2 separate regions of the Urocitellus parryii genome follow, and region 2 is linked to region 1. Evidence: chromatin contacts called from public Hi-C data. All regions are on one chromosome and are shown on one strand. Each heading gives the region's core, a stretch centred on a gene start, on an enhancer-like site or on the middle of the called end of the contact. The rest is flanking DNA. Distances are from core to core; before and after follow the strand shown. Region 1 holds the start of Sec24b (SEC24 homolog B, COPII component). Region 2 holds the start of Rrh (retinal pigment epithelium-derived rhodopsin homolog).

Region 1 (6,320 bases), core at 2,024-4,523:
TTAGCTCATGACAAGAAGCAGAGACAAAGAGAAAATATATTTCATATTATACCAAATATTTGAAATAAATTATCTCATTTTGTCTTACATGATGTTTTCAACTCAGACTTCTGACCTATTTCTTTATCACCATGTCTGGAATTCCACAGAGGTATATTAAAAGGCAAAGAAGTTGATATAGGATTGAACAATAAACCAGAAACCCAAGTGACTGGTGGGCACATTGGCACACATCTATAATCCCAGTGACTGGGGAGACTGAGTCAAAAGGACTGCAAGTTCAAGTCCAGCCTCAGCAATTTAGGGAGCAACTTAGTAAGAACACTGTCTCAAAATTTAAAAAAACAAAAGCGAGGGCTGGGGATGTGGCTCAGTCATTGAGCATGCTTGGGTTCAATCTCCAGTAATGCCTCCCCACCCCCCAATAAAAAAAGAAAGAAAGAAAGAAACCCAAATGACTGCATAAATTTTACCCATTTTCTCTTCCTAAAATTAGCAAACAAGACAAAAACCAGACTTGATCTTGTTGCTTCTCTACTCAAACTAACCCCTTCAACAAAAACCAAAAAGACAGGCATGGTGGCACCCACCTGTAATCCCAGTGATTTAAGTGGTTGAGGCAGGAGGATTATTAAATAGGACATGTCTCAATAAAAAGTACTGGGAATGTGGCTCAGAGGTTAATTGCCCCTGGGCTGGATCCCCATTATAAAAACAAACAAACAAACAAACAAACAAAACAAAAAAGTCCACAAGAGTCCTGTATTCCAAATTTCTTACCTAAGGCCTCTCTGTGACCTGGCCTCTTTGAACCACTCCTTTCAGCTTCTATACTTTGCTTTCCTTACCAACCCTCTCCCTTTCTCCCCTCTGTGGCTTTCATTTTCTAAATATGGCCTACACTTTCTAAGTGTCCATTTCCAGACTTTTGTTCAAGCTCTAACCTCTACCTAGAGACAGCCATTCCCTCCTGTCAAATCTCTCAAGGCCAGTCAGAACAAATGTGCATTCAGAACAAATGTACTACACCATTTGAATGTCACCAAAATACAGGTCAAGTTAGGAAAGAAGAGGGATTCTGTCTTATCTTGTGTCCTAACCTTGAATACCTAAATAATAAGCACACAACAAATACTGAAATGATTGTTGCAACTTCAAAGGAAAGCAAAGATCATAAAATGTAGAAAGCAAGCATCAAGCTATATTTGGCATCAAAAACATTGATTTGTTCTTAAAAATTTAACATCCTATTTGGCTGAGTAAATACTTTGGCATCTGAGTGTTCATAAAATTTATAAGGCTACAATAAATATTTGCCACTTTTAAAAATTGTTCATTCAAAATGATAACGTATATTCAAAATCAAGGAAGGACACAATCCTTGAATCACTATTAAACTTGCATTTACAATGTTCTAAGACTTGGGACTATTCCTAAATATCCTGTTCTAGTTTCTTCACAAGCAAAGTTGTCTCTAGGAAAAAAAAAAAAAAAAATTTACATTAAGGTTGCAAGAACAAGAACTGCTTATACATAATATTTTTATATACATTCAGAACAAATGTACTAGGACATTGTTCACAAATCCCTTTACAGTAAACAATAACTACTGAAAGTAAAACATGTAATCTTGACAAGTATGAATGATCTGAAAAACATTAACACTAAACCATCACTTTTGATTATGAAAAATTCAACCTCTGGTTCTCAGGATGGGTAAATAACTCTGATGTTTGTAAAGCATCAGTTTTAAAACTTTGATGTTCATTAAACTGAAAATAAGGTCTAGTAAATTTTCTTTAGCAAATTAAATAAAGTCATCACTTGATGACTACTGATGTAGCTTTGTTCTCTTACCAACACAGAGCACACATATTTGTCCAATGCAGTCAACTACTTTCAAGGTTCTCATCTGACATACTATCAAATCTATAGAGTTCCCCCTCCCCCACTCCTAACCGCGAACACTCCAAATCTCAAGATTAGGGAACAGATTTCCTAGAAATTATGATTTTTCAGCTGAAATTCCTGCATATTCAAAGCCTATGATCTTAGTATAAAAGCGGCTTTCATGCTGTACCGGCTGCTCCCCTATAAAGGCCTTGCCTCAAAGCAGGACCAACCAACTCTGGCACGTTTTTTTTTTTTTTTTTTTTCTATTTCTGAAAGTGGAGCTAGAATTAAAAAAAAAAAAAAAAATCAAAAGAAAGACCGAAAAATATTCGTTTAGATCCGTTTGACACCTGCTCTCTTTCAAACACCACAAGCAAACTCCAAAAGCTTAAGCAGCAGAAGCAACATCAATGACAGATCTTGAGGCCAAACTGGGTCAGGGTTACTGTTACACTTAGATAGCATTTTTACGCCCTTTTGTCTACAAACTTGGGTGCAAACTTAAGTTCTCTTCAAGTCAGCCCGCTCCTTGGGACTCGGAAATCAAAGCGATTTTCCTGAGACAGGAAGGGTACAATCCACCCGGCTTGATGACTGCATCAGCCTTCCACAGACCACGCACTCTGCGGCCTGGGCTGCTCGCCGGCTCTCCCAGCCAAGGGGTCGCTCAGGCCAACTAGCCCGCGCCCAGGCTGGGTAGCCCGGGTTCACTCGGTACGTAGGACTGCCCCTTTCCCAGGGCACCGACTCCCCCGCGGCGCTTTAGGGCCTAGGGTCACATTACATAAATACCCGGCTTTCCCAGGCCGACCCCCACCCCCACGCCAGGGCGCCCCTCCCCTCGCGTCCCCACCTCTGCCCCCGACCCCCACCACTCCCGCGGCGGCAGGGTCCCCGCGCGGTACCCCCAGCCCAGCGCCTGGCCCAGACCCCTCCCGGCGCAGGCCGCCCCAAAGCGGCCGCGCAGGCCGCCCCGCCGGCGCTAGGCCCCGCGCTCCGCCTGGGCCACCCGGCTCACCGTTCTGGTGGTGCGGCGCCGGGCCGGGGCCTGAGGGCGCGGCGGCTCCCGAGGCGGCGGCTCCGGCGAACTTGGGCGGGATCCGGGCGCTGGCGGCCGGGTGAGGGGACCCGGCGGGGGCCGACATGACGGCGCTGCTGGCGGCGGCGGCTCCGCTTAGGGGAGGTGGGCGGAGGGAAAGGAAGGCGGGGCCGGAGAGGCTAGAGGAAGAGGAAGGAACGCGCCCGGCGTCACCAAGGGAGTCACCCGGGACCGCGACTGGATTGCTCACGCTCCACCGCTGAGCCCAGCGCCGCCGCTTGACCGCCGCGGGGCGCCGGGATCCTGGCCGGCAGGGCCCAGCTTCGCCCCGCGCCGCGCGGCGGGACTCCCACCTAAGGCCAATCCCCGCACGCGCGGGCCTCGCGCCGCCGCAGCGACCCCTGCAGGCGGGAGCCGTTCGAGTCTGATTTTGCGGGGCCGGCCGGGGCGAGGCTGCTTCCTTGAGAAGCCTCGTTGAGAGCCTGGAGGATGGGGGCTGGGGGCTGGGGACTTGGGCTCTGTTCCACCTGGAGCTGAGGCTGGAGCGGCCACGGCGGCGGGCCTGGGTCGGGCAGAGCCCGGCAGTGGTATTCGAAGCTGCAGATTGATGTCCTGAGCTTTGAGCAACCCCAAATCCAACGGACACACCCCGCCCTCCAAAGAGGAATCTTGGCTTCGGTTTTGTTTTTTATTATTATTATTTTAAATATTTATTTTTTAGTTTTAGGTGGACACAATATCTTTATTTTATATTTATGTGGTGCTGGGGATCGAACCCAGTGCCTCATGCATGCTAGACAAGCATTCTACCACGGAGCCACAACTCCAGCCCCTTGTTTTTTTATTTTTGTTTTTTTTTTTCCTCCTTGATTCCAAAGAAAATACAGCATTCAAGATCTATGTCTGTTGGTAATGTATAATTCCTTGGCAAAGAAAAAGGAAGCATTTCTTTATGATAAACAAGGCTCACCGTAAGAATTGTATTATTCAAAACTTTCCACGGTGACTGTAAAGTATCTAAGGAAGAGGAAGGCAAAAATAGAGTAAAGGACAGCTGAAAGACAAAACTTCCATTTATTTATTTGTTTACTTACTTATTTATGTATTTATGTTTGCCAAGGATTTGGCTGATCCTGTTGATATTCAGGGAAGCTGCGGCATTCAGAAGCTTGCTTTGTCTATTATTAGTGAAATCTTTGAATTGCTCTGGTCTATCCAGCATGCAAACTGGCAAGCCAGGACTACCTTACCAAAGTCATTTTGGCATCTTGGAATCTTCAGGAGGCCACTATCATTCTGTCCTTGAAAATGAAATTGCTAAGAAAGATTCCATTCAGAATGGAATCTAGCGAGATGATGTTTCTGGACTGATGAGAAGTCTAATTTACCTCAAGATTATGCAAAACATAAAGTGTGTTTTAGTCCCTGGGTAATACAAAGCTTTTCTTTTGTTATGACAAGTTAATGATGCTGGATACTTCAATGGACCAGAAAAACCACAAATAGGATTTTAGTGGCTGTATTTATACTTTTGAGTTCTAGGATTTTCTACTACAGTATTCTCCATATACCTATATTTCATAGCCTTTCCAGCTTTCCACAGAAACCTAAGCTTCATTTGAGCAAAAAAAAAGATCACACTCTGCCTCATCAAGGAGATTACACAGTTGAAAACTTCAACACTACCCAGGGTCCTTTGAATTTGGATTAAAGGCTGCCATTATGAGAGTAAGGGAATAACTAGGCTATTGACTTTGTGCCCCTGGAATGTATCTTCCCAGGTTTGAGAAGCCATAGGTATGTGGAGTTAAGCGCTAAAAGCGCTCCCCTGAAGAGAAGGATTGGGACTATATTTTCATAGATCTTCCCCACAGTCTTTAGCACCTAAGCTGCTTCCAGTTGTCCTGTAACTCACAATAGTATTTTTCTAGCATGTTTATGCCAGTGTTCAGGACATGCTATACCAGATAGCATGTACACCAATAACACTTTGGTGTATTGAATATTTTAAGCCAAAGGAATTTGAGAAATGGCAGGTGTAGGAAGGACTCTCTGACTTTTCCCTGAAGTGGTCCAAAAGACCCTCATATCAGAGTTGACCTCTCTTCATTTGGGGAAAAAAATGCATCTTCAGCTCTGAAGACAGGAATGCTGAGAGAAGTCTAGGTGAACAGGACTTGCTAGTTGCCCCTTTTTGTTCTCTCACGTTTTTCCACATCTCTTTACTCTTCCTCAAACCTAATGTAAAACACTCATGTTTCATTCTTTCTTCAGGTCTTCATTTTCTTTATGAATTTGCATTAAAAAAATGTATATCCCTTTCTTTTGTTAGTCTGCCTTTTGTTACAAGGACCCCAGTAGGAACCTAGAAGGATAGAAGGAAAAGATTTTTCCTCCCTTAACATTTCCTATCACCTCTATGAAAGTATTACTTCACTGTCTTGTTAAAGTTCCATAACTGCTAGGCCAAGCGCTGTGGCCTGTAATCTCAGTGGTTTGGGAGGTTGAGACAGAAAGATTGTGATTCCAAAGCCAGCCTCAGCAACTTAGTGAGGCCTTAAGCAACTCAACGAGGCCCTGTCTCTAAATAAAATATAAAAAAGGGCTGGTTCCGTGGTTAAGCACCCCAGGGTTCAATCCCTAGTACCAAAAAAAAAAAAAAAAAAAAAGTTCCATGACTGCTAGGGACAAAGAAAAGGATGAAGAATTGAATGAATACTTGCCATATAGCAGGCATTGGGCGTGTGTGTGTGTGTGTGTGTGTGTGTACATATATATGCATATATTGAGTTCTCACAATTATCCTATGGGATATTTTTCTTACCTGCATTTGGCTGGTGAGTAAAAATCATGAACCTGTAATTAACAGAACCAGAGATCAAACCAAATTCTATTTAGCTTCAATGTTTTTGTTCTACTCACTGCAAACTAGACTGGGTTCATATTTCTCCCCATAGAGTTATGTTAATTATGATATCCTATTTTGTATCTCAAAGGATTTTCAGTTTTACATATTTAGGATTTGTTTCAATATTTTTTGGTTTGATGGATCTCAAACTGTTTGAGATGCAAATTCTCAGGCCCAACCCCAGACCTACTGAATCAGACACTCTGGAGATAGGGCCCAACAATAAGCTCTCCAAGTGATTCTGAAGTACTAGAAAGTGTTGAGAATCATCACTTTTAAAGAGCTGAAATTGACTCATTCATTTTGACTTTGTGAGATGATGATCCTTTTTTAAGATATCTCTCCAATCTTTTACAAACCCTTATAAGTGGTATTTTGTACATTTGTGATTACAATCCCATGAGTGCCAAATATGGTAGTTCTTTTGTCACCTTACATGGTTTGATGTGCAGGGCTAATGGAAATGCTGACGCCAAGTCT
Region 2 (6,507 bases), core at 2,806-5,305, 310 kb before region 1:
TAGACTATCATTCTATTCTAACCACACTTTTGTCACTGTTTTCAGCCCTGACACATGCTTGTTTCCACATTTTCTTTTTATTTAATTCATTGACATTAAACACTTATTAAACATCTACCATGGGTAAGTCATGTGACTTTTTCAAATGTCTTGAAACCCAGCGTGTCCAAATCTGAATTCTTCATCACACACACACATACCTATAGACTAATACACACTGCAAGACTTAACTGTCTGGACAGCAAGTGGAGTCAACTTTTTGATCCATTGGAATCACAGGTGAAATCACTCTAGCCAGGATTCCACAATCTAAGATACGAGTCTCAGCCTTGCAGTCTAGAACTCATATGTTTTCAGTACCCCAGAATCAACTGAACTGAGGTAGATTGATGACCAAACTTACTGATCAGAGAGCTGATGCATTCTACAATGAGATATTGTTGGATAGACTGGATGTGCATGTTAACCTGATCAGCAACACCCATATATGCTGCAAGGAATGTATGAGTTTTCCATAAGCACAGGTATGCTGCCCTGGGATATAACAGTGGAGGAGGAGCAAGAGCAGATTTCAGTGGAGAGGAGAAGTTAGAACCATTACCTGACTCTTGGCAACTAAAGGAGGGTTATGCAACAAACAGGAAGAGTTGTTTCCCATGAAGGAAATTACTTGGTAAGCAATCCACAGCTATAACAAGAGCCAGGGAAGGTTCCAAGCACCAACACACAAAAGGATCAGCTAAGTAGGAATTCCAAGTGTATCTTGGCACTGCAGTCAAAACTTCCATCTTCAGTATTATACTCATCTTCCAGATTCCTTTTCTTTTTTTTTGTTCCATGGTGCTGTCAGAATATGCTTGCTATCATGTCTCTTCTTCTCCTCAAAACTTCCAATAATTCCCACTGCCTGTGGGATAAAAATTCAAACTCCCCAGCCTGATCTGACTCTTCGCTAAGGTCTGTTATTATCTCTTAAGTTCCCCACTTGTCAAACAAGCCCTCCATTTTAATTATTTATCAAATATGTCATGTTTGTTGAAAATCCTGATTCATACCGTCCCCACTTGAAACACCCTGCTCCTTGCTTTCCCATTTCCAAATGCTAACATCCTTCCAATTTCAGATCAAGCCCAATTCTGCCCTAAAGCTGCTTTCTACCCACAGTACTGTTGTATGTGCTTCCTCCTCAAATCCCCAAAGTACTTATACTTAATCCCAATGTTATATTATCTCTTATGTATTCTGTCTTCTCATGAAGTTATCAGGCCCTTTATGAATTCTATATTCTTTGACTATGTGACATGTAGCAAAGCTATTTAATAAATGGACCACAACTAATAAATTAAGTTTGATTTCAATTATTCCTTTAATTAAGCTTAATTTCTATTGTTCCTTCAAGCTTAATTAACACAAAGTAAATTCAATAACTCTTTGGCCTCATTTTTAGCATCTACTACTGTATCATGCATATAAGAAATACTGAAAAAAATACTGAAATACTGAAAAAAAAACAGTGAATCTTTCTGGGCTACCTACAAATCTGATGATTTTAAACATCAGATAGTGTAGTAAATTGCTGCCTAACAAGTACACAATCAAAATAAAGTACCTATATTTTGGGGATAGTCTTAGATATAATGGGTGTATTACATAAACAATTTGGCCTTCTATCTGTTCTTTCTATAGCTGTCTTAAGCACTGTTTTTATTTTCCTAATTGGGAGTATTTTCTAATAAGTAGGCAGCTGATCACTTCAATTAGGTCTTGCTAGGGTCCATTTCTCAGTCAGTCTACACTGTAAGCAGCAGTGTAGACTGAGATTGATCATCCTTCCCTCTTGAAACATCCACTTTGGTTTCTGTGGCTTCCCTCCAATCTTACTGGCAGGGCCTTCTTAATCTACTTCCTTTTTTCAGCTCTACCTTATTAAATATGTGTGTACTGTCCAACTTTCTGTCCTAAACTCCTTTCTTTTCTCATTCTACACATTCTGCTGAGTGATTTCTATCCAATATCATCAGTCTCATGCAACTCAAGCTTTTAACTGCATATCTAACTGAACCCAGGTGTCTCCTCCTGCCCCAAACCTAGGAGACATCAGCTCCTGCTCTTTCTTTCCCAGTCCCCACATCTAATCAATTCCAGCTTGAGTAGTCTACTTCCTTCTGCCATTAGTAACTCTTCAGAAGCACTGCAGTGGTCTCCTACATGGTCTCTTAGCTACCACTGTAGCACATTTCTGAAAGGCAAATCAGATCACGTAATTCCTGTTTAAAACCCTTCAGTGGCACCCTGTCTCCTCAGTTTACATTCCTTCATTGCCCAGTACACACAGCCTCTCTTTCACCTTTCATTTTACAAATCACCCATAGTAATTTCAGATCCTTAAATTTACCACACCCTTAACTGGGGGAGAGTGTTCCAAGTAAATAAACAGAACATTGATAGCAGTGAAAACTGGTAAGTTTATAGGACCAAAAATCTAACTGAAAGATTAAAGTTAAATCTAAAGTTAAAACAAACAAACAAACAAACAAAAGCCTTGGCTCTTGGTAAAAGTAACAAATGTTTTGTACCATTTTCCTCATATTTCTGATTTTGATTTAGGAGTTTAAGTGGGCTTTGTTAAAGGAAGAAAATCAGGAATCTAAAGAACAATATATGCTTGATACAGGGGAAGAACAAAATCTATTTGTAGAGATTAAATATGCTCCCTTCAGTTCATCTACCAAAAACTTAACAACATATACTCATGGTAGTCCTTAACCAAAATGACCCTCGTAGTTGTATTTCCATGTAATTCCAATAATGAGATTGTCTTTTTGCAGAAGCAGCAGCAGCAAAAAATTTAAATATATATATATATATATATATATATATATATATTTATTTCCAGGATTTCACACACTAAAAGTATCCAAATTAATGAATTAACATTCCTGAAATTACTAAAAGTAACTAAGAAACTTGCAATTTTTAACACAAGAAATTGGAACTCTAATTATGAATTAGAAGGGAAAACTAAACAATTATAAACTAGACAGGAATATTTGTTATGCTTTTCATTCTACTTTGGAACATGCTTGAATTTTTCATAAGTCAATTCAAAAAATAATGAACAGTTACTTCTAAAACTTGCCACTAAAGTTGGAAATTGGTCAGTATGTTACATCACAATATATAAAAAAGCCAATATTTAAAAGATAATCAAAGAATTTGCACTGTTATCTTCCCCAACGCTTTGTCTGCAAACAAGCCATTATATTAATCCAGTATTTGTATCAATAAGTGTGTACATGGAAAGAAATTGTTGTCCCCTCCTAGTGTGTCATTTAGGTTCACTTATATGTCGTTTTTTACTCTTCACGATAACCATAGTAATTTATTCTTGTCTTCACTTTACAGATAAGAAAATGGAAGAGCAAAAAGTGAAGGAACATGGTCTTGGTTTCATATACTAAAAGATGAATCCAAAGCTCAAGAGTTTTCCAGTACAGCATTCTGGAAGGAGTTGAATGTTCAAACTTTGTCCTCAACGACAATACTACCTTCTATTCTTTTCAAGACTTTTTCTTCCAGAATCTTTATATCTTTAGCTAGATTACACTTCCAAGAAAACTGTCTAGGAATAGTAAATGATATAAGAATACATTTTTGTCACAGCACACACTCTTCCCCATAAGCTTAATTTGACACTGCAATAACCACATTTAATGGTTGACCTTCATTTAAAAACTATTTTACAGAAAATTTTTCAAAGCCCCACTTCACCGTCTCACATTATTTATCAAATTATCCTGGGGCATTTACTTATATCCTCATCTTTGATCCTTACAGCCCAGAAACAGAGGATAATACTCATAAGCAAGCCAATTCTATCGCCTTGTTTTGAAAACTGTACTTTGCTTCCACCCATTGAAAGCAAGGTTAATGGAGAAAATATCCATACCTGCCAGAATCAAGTAAGTTGCAACAATGTTGTGTTCAGTCTGCGAAAAGACAGAGCCATCTTCATTTTTTAAGTCTGAACTGTTATCTAAATTATTCTTTAGCATTTTTAGAAGGAAGATATTGAGACAGCCTTCATAATAAGCCTTCAATAATTATGAACTGTTTCAAGGGTCCAGGAGGAAAGATTTTTCAGGACCAATCATTTCCAGTGAGAGACCTCAAAGAAGGACCTTTTCATAGAGGTCTTCCCTTAACAAGTATAATTGGGCTAAAGAGGAAGGGATTTTAATTCCCAGAGCAAGGGAAAAGCTTATTAGCAAAACAAAGAAATACCAAGTACCACACATTTTAACCAATTTTGGCATCAGTCTTATATTTAAGCAGATTATCAAGCACACACATCCTATTTCAATAATAAACTCAGAAAATCAGTGCAGGAGCTGACTTAACTTTTTTGTCTGAAATCTACAAGCCAGATTTAGTCCTCTGTAACTGCTCAGATTAAGGATCCTGTTTTCTTGTTGACCCTTTGAGATTTTCCATCTCAGTTTCCTGTTTTCCTTAACAATTTAAATAATCAGAGATAAAAAGTAATCTCCCCCCATACTTCCAAATCTCACTCCCCTAAATTTAGGTATCAATATTGTTTGGTGTGCATTCATTCTTAAGTTTTTCTTTGCTTATATAAACATGTTTATATAAAAGAGTCTGAGGTTTCTCACATTTTTCCCCTTTTAAACAAAAATGTGATCTATGTATATAAATATATAAACATTATGTATATATATGAACACAAACATCATATATATATATAATGTAATTTGTTTCCATAAATGCCACATAATAAGTTCAAGGTAATAAACTTATTAATAGATACATATTCAAAGGATGGATCTACTCCACCATCTACCTCTGTTTAATTACCCACTTTGATATGCACAAGAGTAATCAACAGTATCTGGATTCAGTCATTCATTTTGTAAAGGTTAATTCTAATATTCTGGATTACCATGTTATAATCTGAAAAACAAGTTGCAATATGAACATGTACTGCTAAACAAGACAAGGTATCAGTACTTTTTTTGTATTTTAACCACTACAACATTAAAATCTGATTCTTCTTAATAGTGAACTTCAATCAAGAGAAATGCTTAGATACACCAAAATTAATAGTGTAAGCATATAACAGAACCACTAGAGGGCTATATTTGTCCATTTACTTACTTTAATTCAATGATTGGCATAATCTTCTCACCTCAGTTCTCACATGAATATAAACAGAAGAACACAGGTTGATTAATCTGTTCCCATTGATTTAGCTACTAGTACTCAAATTCTTATAAATGTAAAGTAATACTCTGCAGAGTACCTATAATAGAAAAATTATCTTCAGTATTCCAAAATACCAAAATATTTTCAAATAACACTAAAAAGTAAACAGTACTATGAAGAACTCTGTTAAAAGCCTGTGGTTATTGGATTTTAAGGTTGTTTCCTTGCTTAGGAAAAAGACTGAAAACCAAAGTTGAAAATGGTCAATGACCTCAAGATATACATAAGGTAAAAGCTGAAATCTCTTAAGTGGTTTGTCTACTGTTGCATACATTACTTTCATTATTACCATTTTAGGCTTTTTTAAATACTAAAAAGAAAAAAAAAACTTTTTAGTAATGTAACACTATTACTTGTCCTTCGGTCAATGCTACTGTCCCTCTGGTACTAATACCATTTAAAAATCAAGAGCAAAATCTCATCCCAAAGACTCTGAATCAAAGAGCCATCTTTCCTGAGCTGTTATGCACAACCACCTCTTTGCATGAAAGAGAAATTTCAACATATCATTTATGGCCTATATGTTGATTAATCTTGCTGTAATTCCATTAATTAAAAAGGATAAGTAAAACCCAAAATACTGATAATAAGCAATTACATGCTATTTAAATGAGCATTAAAGAGTTAATCATTCATGCTAGAAAACTTAATATAAATATTTCCTGCTGAGAAATAACAAGTGAGAGAAAAAAATCTCAAATGATAGTTGGTGAATGGTCCCATGTCACGGTATTCTAACTTACTACCATGGTTATTTCTTGATACTACTATACTAACAATGGTGACTAAAACCAATTTCATTTGTAACATCCCTACCCAAGAATATGAACATGTGAAAGACAATGAAATCATTTATGGTGAATAACATCTTAAACCTTTACAGTCCTCTAAAAATAAGGAAAATTTAGAACATTTACAACTGTTAATAACATATCTATGTTCAATGAGAAAAGTTCAATAAGAAAAATTAAGCATTTCTTAAGAAATTTCTTTAACTAGTTCTCACTTGAACATAGCTACTCATATTTAAATAGATTCATAGCAAGATTTTAAAATTATTAACTACAATTAGAGAAACTGCTTTACTCTATGTACTAACACACAAAAAAGAAAAGGGAAATAAAAGATGCGAATGTTCTCATACACAAAAGGCAAACATTTGGAAAGAGGTACTAATTTATAAATAATCTTAAAGTATTACTCCAGTAGTATGTTTCTTTAGAA

The links. Hi-C and Micro-C count contacts between places; a contact is called where the count stands out from the background.
Region 2: a contact with region 1 is called in a Hi-C map of muscle, with 4 times the contacts expected there. The contact joins the promoter of Rrh here to the promoter of Sec24b in region 1. A contact is called at or near these places in 2 of 2 Hi-C or Micro-C datasets (liver and muscle).

The regions. Positions count from the first base shown.
Region 1 is chr10:56,136,325-56,142,644 of mUroPar1.hap1, reverse strand. It overlaps Sec24b (SEC24 homolog B, COPII component), which reads right to left and starts at 3,273. Exons shown (of 23, transcript XM_026379531.2): 1 at 2,912-3,273. The coding sequence starts at 3,038.
Region 2 is chr10:56,451,388-56,457,894 of mUroPar1.hap1, reverse strand. Rrh (retinal pigment epithelium-derived rhodopsin homolog) reads right to left here and starts at 4,055. Exons shown (of 7, transcript XM_026410624.2): 1 at 3,950-4,055. The coding sequence starts at 4,055.